3 separate regions of the Zea mays genome follow, and all the other regions are linked to region 1. A link is a contact called in public Hi-C data. All regions are on one chromosome and are shown on one strand. The core of a region is the stretch at or near the end of the contact, and the rest is flanking DNA. Distances in the headings are between cores, read along the strand shown.

What was found. A called contact is a pair of places that touch in the nucleus more often than the background predicts.
Region 2: a contact with region 1 is called in a Hi-C map of ear, with 2.6 times the contacts expected there. The contact joins the enhancer-like site here to the promoter of LOC100276256 in region 1. A contact is called at or near these places in 2 of 25 Hi-C or Micro-C datasets (ear and an unstated tissue).
Region 3: a contact with region 1 is called in a Hi-C map of tassel, with 2.5 times the contacts expected there. The contact joins the promoter of LOC541889 here to the promoter of LOC100276256 in region 1. A contact is called at or near these places in 3 of 25 Hi-C or Micro-C datasets (ear, leaf and tassel).

The regions. Positions count from the first base shown.
Region 1 is chr4:149,287,776-149,290,820 of Zm-B73-REFERENCE-NAM-5.0, reverse strand. It overlaps LOC100276256, which reads left to right and starts at 1,565. Exons shown (of 8, transcript NM_001150088.1): 1 at 1,565-2,281. The coding sequence starts at 1,977.
Region 2 is chr4:148,969,345-148,972,389 of Zm-B73-REFERENCE-NAM-5.0, reverse strand. No RefSeq gene overlaps it. Among protein-coding and RNA genes, the nearest start is that of LOC103653810, 19 kb to the right of the region's middle. Within about 2 kb of position 1,594, at least 14 of the 20 cell types and tissues checked have an H3K27ac peak or open chromatin away from gene starts, as enhancers often do. A contact at or near this core is called in ear, where this site is marked.
Region 3 is chr4:149,012,361-149,015,405 of Zm-B73-REFERENCE-NAM-5.0, reverse strand. LOC541889 (plasma membrane intrinsic protein 2) reads right to left here and starts at 1,450. Exons shown (of 4, transcript NM_001111555.1): 1 at 1,055-1,450; 2 at 647-942. The coding sequence starts at 1,376.

The sequences.
Region 1 (3,045 bases), core at 316-2,815:
GAGAGAGAGTAGACTAGCAGTACTAGTTAGTTTATGGTGGCAATAATTGTTTGGCAGGCATTGGGAATCCCGGCGCCAGTGTTTCCATCCCGCAGCGCTGAATTCCAAGAGATCTCGTCTGCCCCTCGTCCTCCTCTCTTCGGGCCATCACGGCGGCGGCAGCGGCGGCTCGGCTCGTTTGCGGTGTGCCGCAAGTTGTGCAACTGAACTGCGCTTTGCCCGCCCCCGGCCCTTCCTTTTTGGGCGCATATAAACGAGCAACGTCTCGCCTTTGGGGTCGGCGGGGCCGCCGCTTTTTAGTTGCGCTCTCCCCTCCTCTCCCCCGCACCCTGCCTGCCTTTTCCATTGGAGCGCACAAAGCCGGACGGCACCACCATTTAAAGAAGGCCAACCAAGCACACGGCACGGCGAAGAAGAGACCACCACCTCACACTCCATTCACGGCAGGATCGATCGCTATAGCTGCTGCGCCCCCCTGCACCCTTGCGTCTTCTGCCGCTGCTGCGCTGCGGCTCCGGCACAGGTGCGTTTCTTGATTTACTGGGCTCATGGAGTTCGGTAGCGTGATCCGGAAAACACCCCGATTTGGTGCCGGCCGGCGGCCGGGCCGCTGCGCTCGTGCGTTAGTGCTTTTTTTTTCCGTTCGTTTGCGTGACCTAGTGGAACGAAGGGAGCTTGGCGGTCGCTCGGGCTGCCGTGGAATTCGATGTGGAAAGCGAGCTCCTCACGGATAGCGCCTGGGGGCCACCGTCTTTCGTGTAATCATCGTTGCTTGATTTGGTTTCTTCCTTTTCGTTCGAGTCTTCCCGTGCTGCTTCTCTAGTGTACGACCAGTTCGATCTATTGTCTGCAGCGGTCTCCATCTTGAGGTGTCTGTGTCCAGTGTCCACCGAAGGTGCTGGAGGGTTTGGACTCTCTGCCTTCTTGTTAGCTTCTGTTGGTATTGTACAGTCCCTAGAGAAGGCTAGTTTTCAAAAGGTTATTTTGCTAATCTCCTCTTCGATTTGTCAAGACTGAAGGCATGATTAAAACCTTGTGTCGTCAACTTTGGATAGTTCGTTTCAGTTTTGGTGCTTTGTTGCGGTGAAAAATCTCATGTTCAATTCCCCTGAGAAGTCCCACAACTCGCTCCTACGTCCTACCATGATGTTAGTACTATCTTTACAAACAGAAACATGCACTCGTGTTTGTAAATTCATCTATGTCTCTATGATGTGCTTTTGATATAATTAACTTGTACTGAATGTAAGACTCTTGCTCTGTGTACTATAGTGTTCTGCTGCTGACATGGTTGAATTATTTTTTCGTATATGTAAGTGCTAATGATAGTCCATCTAGTTGTGCCAGCTTTGGTTAGCCACTTCTTGTAAGACCCATGTGAGTACCTAGTTATTGAGGACATTTGACTGCAATAAAAAACAAACTGACTGTGCATTGGATGGTATTCTTCTTCTTGTGAAGTGATTACTGGTTCTTCTCTTTGAAAAGTTGGTTCTCGCTCACCAGCTGGAAGTTTATTTTGAATTGGATTGCATTGTGATTATTTTACTACTTTGTGAGCTGTCGAATCTGTAGTTCTTAATATAATGATATTTAGCTCTTCTACGTGTTTGATAAAAAATTCTCTAGCTCTTTTTTATTGTTCCCGAGGACCAGATTCACCAATGTTTCTTGTTTCATGTCTAATGTGGAAGTCTCTCAGAACTGAGTACTTTTGTTTGAAGAAAGATTTGTTCAGTCAAGCTTTGCAAATTACCATCATAGTTTGGATGACATCCATGGTTACTTTGATGAGTTTATGGAGCCCTGGTTGCCGAGCTTATCTGGGTTCTCTGACAATGGAACTGTAATATTTGCAACAAAACTTTCCTCATCTTGGAAGAAAGTTTCAAGAGGGCTTGACAACTTATAAGTGTCCTGTGAAGCCTGATGACGTGTTCGTGAGGGCGAAGTGGGAGAGCAAAATTACTTCTGGCATGCAGATGTCAACAGATCCTAATCACTACGGGGTATTTCCACATTCATTCTGCAACCAACATGTGGTTTCATTTCAGACGAGTTCAGTTACTAGTGTATCAGGAGCCATACCAGTTTGTCTAGACACTTCCAGTGGAATGAATGGCAATATGGCGATGTTGAACACTACAACTTCAACGATTGTATCCACTGGTTCACCAAACATGAGTGCTGAGTTTTCTTGCCAGAACCTCAAGTATACTGCACCGTTGGCTGTGGAGTGGTCCTATCCGGAGCTGCAATTGTTGAATGATGGCCTCAACAAGTAAGATATACTGCCATTTATTCTGAATTAACTTTCTTCCAAGATGAGGAAAGTTTTGTTGCAAATATTACGTAAGATATATGGAACTGTAAGATATACTGCCATATAAATGTTGAAAAAAAAACTGAATTAAGTAGCTATTTTCATCTCACCTTAATAATGTGACTTTTTATCCTATATTTACTATTCAGTTCCTTAACAATTTGATCATGACCATGCATTGAAGTTGAGGTCAAACTGCCAAGATTTTGTGCTGCCTAAATAACCACTCCCTCGGTCCTGGAATATAATGGATATTCAGTTGTCTTAAGTCAAACAATCCTAAGTTTGACCAAGTTTGTAGAGCTGAGCAATAATATCTAGAGACTACGACACCAATGATTTTTTTTTAAAAAAAATCGACCGGGGAGGGAATGACCTTCCTCCTGGTATTATATTAAGAAGAGACCGAAACAATGGTCGTGGCCGAGAAAAAATCCCTGAACCCTGGCCCCCATCACTAACGGGTCGACGTTAACTGTCCACTCTGCAACGGCCTAACCAGAGGGTGGCGCACAGGACATCGTAACCCGAGAGCGGATAGAACACAGCGAGGAGATTTTTTAAACCAAACTAGAAAATTTGCCCCCAAGGGGAAACGAACCCAAGACTTGAAGGTTCTACTCGGAAACCCTTAACCACTAGGCTAGAGACCCTTTCGCACACCATAATATATATAATAAAGTTCATTTGATCTTGTAAATATTATTGTTCTTTTCTACAAA
Region 2 (3,045 bases), core at 345-2,844, 320 kb after region 1:
ATGTAAAGAGCATGAATGTAATTTTGCATAGGCTGTGTCCTGTGCCTATAAATAGGTGAACAGTTCCCCTGTACTGTTCATGCTGATTTGGCATTCACTTTTGCGTCACGCTTGTACTTTCATCTCCTTCAAGTTGAAGGTACATTTGTAATCCAACGTTATTTCTGTTTATACATAATAATAATATATAATTGTTTATGTTGTTCATTATATTCCTTACAATTCATCCTTCGTCATTGTATAATATATTTATGAAGGTACGCCCTTCATAACCTTCGTCCGAAAACCATTATATCCTAAGGGGAATAATGCTTCGAAGGACGAAGGACTTTACCGACTAACATTTTCTATGTTGCCTTGTTCTTGACTCATAGCATTTGAGAACAAGTCCCCAACACCTAGTCTCGAGCAGCCATCCATCATGCGGCTCATATGGGGCCAAGCGACTGCAGCGGCGAAGAGTGTTCGGTGGAGCTACAAGGACGTCGATGACGCCTTCGTGCCGTGAGGCACCATCTATCAAAAGTAAGAAACCCTAGAGATCCGCCCATCGTCATTGCTTGATGATCGTCCCTCTGCTCGATGTCCATCACCGTCAGTGACCCCGCTGTCTGACCATCGCCTGAGCAGCTATGCTAATCGCCATCGTTCGATTGATCTTCTGATCGTATGTGGAAATCCTTCATCTTGTCATACTTAAATGCTTGATAGTTAAGTGCTCACACGTTCGTGGATTTGTGGATTAATTATGTATATGTACATATACAGTAATGTGTGAGGCCTTTTTGCTATTATTGTACTCGTTAGAAGAGGCTTCTCCACAATAGTACTAATTAATTAGACTTCTCTATAATAGTATTTATAGATAAGAAACTTCTCTATAATGGTAATTCACTCTCATTTCATCATTTTCTGCTATGTTAACAAAAAAGTTAGTCACATAGATAATTTTAGTTATGTAACCCAAACATGTCTACATCTATGCATATGCATATATAGACATTATTACTACTGCCAGGTACCCCACTGCCATTTGATCTTTAGAAAGTTATGCATATTTGTTTATGCAAAGTGATGGAGTTAGATGGTTAGAAAGTCAGTGGTAAATTGTTAAGTCATGTTTCATGCTATATTTGTTTTTATGTAAACTTGGTGTTGGACTATTACTGTCTCTGTCACTCTGTCAGTGCCTTTGTGGCTTTGCTATATTTGAGTTTGAGACGTGAATCAGTGAATGGACAGAATCATAGAAATGGTGGTCGAGGTTGTGCTGGCCGCGCGAGCCCTAGGGCCTGGGCTATTGGTATATATTTGAGTATGGTTACTGATTGGCCCGTTCGTTTCTCTATGATTGAACCGATATTCGTTCCAGCTCATCAAAATTTATATAAATTAGAGAAGTAATCCGGCTAAGAACCAGTCTAGAGCTCCAATCCGTGGAAACCGAATAGAGCCTAAGTGGTTAGTGATTAAGTTGTGCACTTGTGCTTGCAATTTTGCATATATTTGAGTCTGGACTGAGTTGGCTCTCAGCTGGGCGCCTGGACCTGTATGTGCGATGGGCCGTTCGATGCTTGGATGTGTTGCTCTGCTGGACGGACAGGACGGTGGTCAGTGGACCAGAGGAGGGTGGATCCCTATCGTTATATTGCTGCTGAAGTGCTGATGAGTGATGCTTACATTTTTCGGGTAAGACCGAAAACTGACAGTGAGTATCGGATAACTGAATTTTCGGTTTTCATTCGGTTCTCAATACCTAAAACTCGAATTTTCGAATTTTCTAAAGGCTAGTTTGGGAACCTCATTTTCTCACGGGGTTTTAATTTTTCTAAGAAAAATTAGTTTATTTTTTCTTGGAAAATTAGAAATCCGAAGTTCCAAAACTAGCCCTAAATACCGAAAAAACCGAGCGTCGGATAAAATCGAATGCCTAGATCTGCCCCTAGATCTGCCCCTGAGACATAACTAGCCCACTATTTTTAGCTGGGTTGTAGCTGGGCCGCCTAACCGTCCGGTCATCAGCTGGCCGGCTGCTAGATTGACGTAATTGGTCTTTATGAGACCGAAGTTAGATTGACACTTCAATACATACAGCTGCGAACTCTGATGCAAATAATGTAAACGTATCGGTATTGGGGTAAAAATTTACTAATTTTATACCGCTTGATCGTGTCGAATTAATTCCTTCGCTGTTCAAATTGCCTCTGGGTTTCTGTGTGGCTTCGAACCTAGCCAAAGGCTCCCATGATCATCATCCTCTGAGGAGGATGGATCGTACAAGGATACCGGTAGAAAAGAAGAGTTTATTCATGCGGGTCCGTGATCTCACTTTAATAGATAGATGGGAAAAGGTACGTTCATCTTTCTTTTTTTTCATTGAAAACTTATTTCTGAAGTATTTTAGACCCAACCCAGAAAATTTGCTGGCCCAGTAACGAGGTCGGATATCCATACGGAAGCCTTCGCAGCAATGCCATTGGAGAACATACTGTTGAGAACTACGTTACCACGGATCACCAGATCCGTTCCCTTCCCTCCCGTCAGCAGTAGAGGCGCAAGAAGATGTAGATAACCCGTCTCACTTCCCATTAACCCGTCTCACTTTCCATAAGCACGACAGAGGAAACACACGAGACACTGGATATAGGGTTGGGCCTCTGGCCTCTTTCTGATCTCTGTCATATGAAGAGGTGTACAGGTTCCTTATATAGAGATGTGAGACCCCTCAGGGGCAAAGCCGGTATTTGCCCACATAACCCTAACTAGGGTTACTTAACACTCCCCCTTGGGCGAATACCGCGACCAACACATGTCTCGTTAAAACTCCGAAAACCCAGTGGGAAAAAAGTGGAGAAAGAGTGCATGGTGATACAAATTGCATTTGCACTTTGTTGCCTCGTTAAAAACCTCATGTGAGAAACTTCAAGAAAACTCACAAAGGGAAAAAGAGTACAACAGCTGTCATCGGGACAAATTTTGATCCTCTGGGATCTAGATTCTATCGAACCTTCTACAAGGGCTAACTTTAGAAATGTGCTCCCCTGA
Region 3 (3,045 bases), core at 201-2,700, 280 kb after region 1:
CGCTATCCCTAACACATGCTACTGTGATGTATTATCGAAGTAGTACAATCATTCGCAAACCAATCGCTGCCACCTCACGTTCGCTGTAAGACACGCACTGCTGCTGCCTACTACGCTACGCAAGAGAGAATCTTCCTGTCTGCTTATTGGCATATGCAGCAAGATACATCTTCACATGCTCCTGATTCTGGGAGCTCGATTTGGGACCGTTGCTCCCAGTGCGTGCCCAGTGCCCTACATGGAACGTCTAATTGTGGCAGGAAAACACTCGATTCGCCGGGTTCATGAGCTACTCAGCCTTAATTCCTATATATATATACCGCAGCAGTAGAAATTAATTCAGACGACACTACTACCTAGAGGTATTCAGAAAGTGGGACGACTTGCGACGTGAAGGTTTTTGTGTTGATGTAAACACTTTGCATTGCGCTCTAATTTTTAATTACTGTTAAAGTCTTCAGTCTGCACTCTAGCGAGCTAGCTTGCACCAAAGCTACCATGCATAAACTCCACACACAGTTCATTAGTGCTCTACTGCTGTATACATGGGTTCATAACTTCATATGTATATGAGCAGTGCACCAGTACTGAATCAATTAACTGTGGTATATATTCATTCATATATGTAATCTATGTGTGTGCTCACCGGGACGTGGGAGTCACGGGCACTGCGCTTGGGGTCGGTGGCGGAGAAGACGGTGTAGACGAGCACGAAGGTGCCGATGATCTCGGCGGCGAGGCCGGTGCCCTTGGAGTAGCCGTCGCTGAGCTCGTTGGCGCCGCCGCCGTAGCGCACGTAGTAGGCGCTCTGGAAGCCCTTGACGAGGCCGACGCCGCAGATGGCGCCCAGGCACTGCGCGATGATGTAGAGCAGGGCGCGGACGAGGGACACCTTCCTCGCCAGGAACAGGCCGAAGGTCACGGCCGGGTTGATGTGCCCACCTGCATGCATGCATACATACATACATCTACGTGTCACACACACACATCACACGGTTGGAGTGGACGAAGGCGGCATATGCATGCTGCGTGCGTGCAAGGCCGGCCGCGGGACCTGAGATGCCGGCGGTGCAGTAGACGAGGATGAAGATCATGCCGCCGAAGGCCCACGCGATGCCGAGGATGCCCACGCCGCCGCACGCCGCGTCGGGGCCCGACGCCGCCGCGTCCGTCTGGTGCTTGTACCCGATGACGGTGGCCACGGTGATGTAGAGGAAGAGCAGCGTGGCGATGAACTCGGCGATGACCGCGCGGTAGAGGGACCACTTGGTGAGCTCATCCGCGTCGATGAGCGGCGCCGGCGGAGGGTCCGTGTAGTCCTTGGCCGAGAACTCGCCGGCCTCGGGCCCCGATGCTTCGATGTCCTGCTTCGCCATGTCAGGAGACCTGCAGCAGCTGCTGCTATAGCTAGTAGCTCAGCTAGATCTCTGTGCGCGCGCTTCGCTTTGCTTGTTGTGTGTTGTGAGGCCGGAGACTCGAGAGGCCGAGGTATATATGCGTGGGGCGTGGGAGGACGGCTCGTGCAAGAGAGAGGACGAGCTCATCGCCTCGCTTAATTGATTACAAAATACGTAGTATAATTTAGTCAGGGATAAGGTTTGGTTTCTGGTTAGTTAGAGTTTTTTTTGTATACAATAATTTGCCGCCCACAACCGACTAAACCCTCATCATTATGTCACGCCAGAGTCGAACTGGTGGCCAGTGATCAACCGAAGGGCTATTCACATAATTCTATATGGTTTGTGTGCTGACGTTTTGAAAAAAAAAAAAAAAAAGCGAATTGAAAACACAAAAACCGCTGGTGATTTCAATTACTGGTCCAGCTTCTCAGTTGCGTGTGGCGATACATGCATGGCCGTAAACTGTGGCTACTAGGAAGGAGGAACTTGTCAGAAGAATAAGGTGAACTAGTTAAAATGCACGCGCCACACGCGCGTGTAAAACCACAGTTATTCGACTACGGACTACATATGAGTTATTATTATATATTCAGTATAATTATTTGTATGATTATTTATTTGAATTTTAAGCTAGAAAGATGAATAAAAGGTACTATATATTCATCTTATACAAAATGTTGTATATAGATGCGGTGCAGCCACCCATTAATCCGGTTCAAAATTGTTAGTTCTTGTCAACAAATGAAATTGGAGGGCATGCTCATTGAAAATCTACTTAATAGAATGGTTATTCTCAACAATATGCTAGGAACCTAGGATCATCTCAAATATACTGCTTCCTAAACAAGATGAAAACATGTATTTCCATATATTCACTACCGGAATTTGGCTCTTTGCCGAGCGCCAAATATTTTGCCGAGTGTTTTTTTTTCGGCACTCGGCAAAGAGGTTCTTTGCCGAATGCCACGCAAAAAAACCTCGGTAAAAGAAAACACTCGTAGAAGCCGAGTGTCAAAAATAAAAGACTCGGCAAAGAGCTTCTTTACCGAGTGCATTTTTCAACACTAGGCAAAGACAATTTAAAAATCACATTTTAAAGCAGTAAATTAATTCAAATGAAAAAGTTTTCAACTACAAATTTGTATAACTCATCATGATATATAATTTATATTTTGAACATTTCTTCATATGATAAAATAAAAATAAATTTGTTCATAAAACATATATCTCTCTCGTAGTTTATGAAACTACGAGAGAGATGTATAAGATTTGTGCATATTGTTAGAACCATCATGTGAGATGAACAAATGACCAAACAACCAAATAAACTTTGTAGATCTTGAGAAGTTAGTTATAGAATTTTGTAGTTGGCAAGTGAAAGTCGCCTAGAGGGAGGGTGAATAGGGCGAATCTGAAATTTATAAACTTTAAGCACAACTACAAGCCGGGGTTAGCGTTAGAATTATAAACGAGTCCGAAATGGAGGGAGAAAACAAATCACAAGCGAATAAGAGAAGATGACACAGTGATTTGTTTTACCGAGGTTCGGTTCTTGCAAACCTACTTCCCGTTGAGGTGGTCACAAAGACCAGGTCTCTTTCAACCCTTTCCCTCTCTCAAACGGTCACTTAGACCGAGTGAGCTT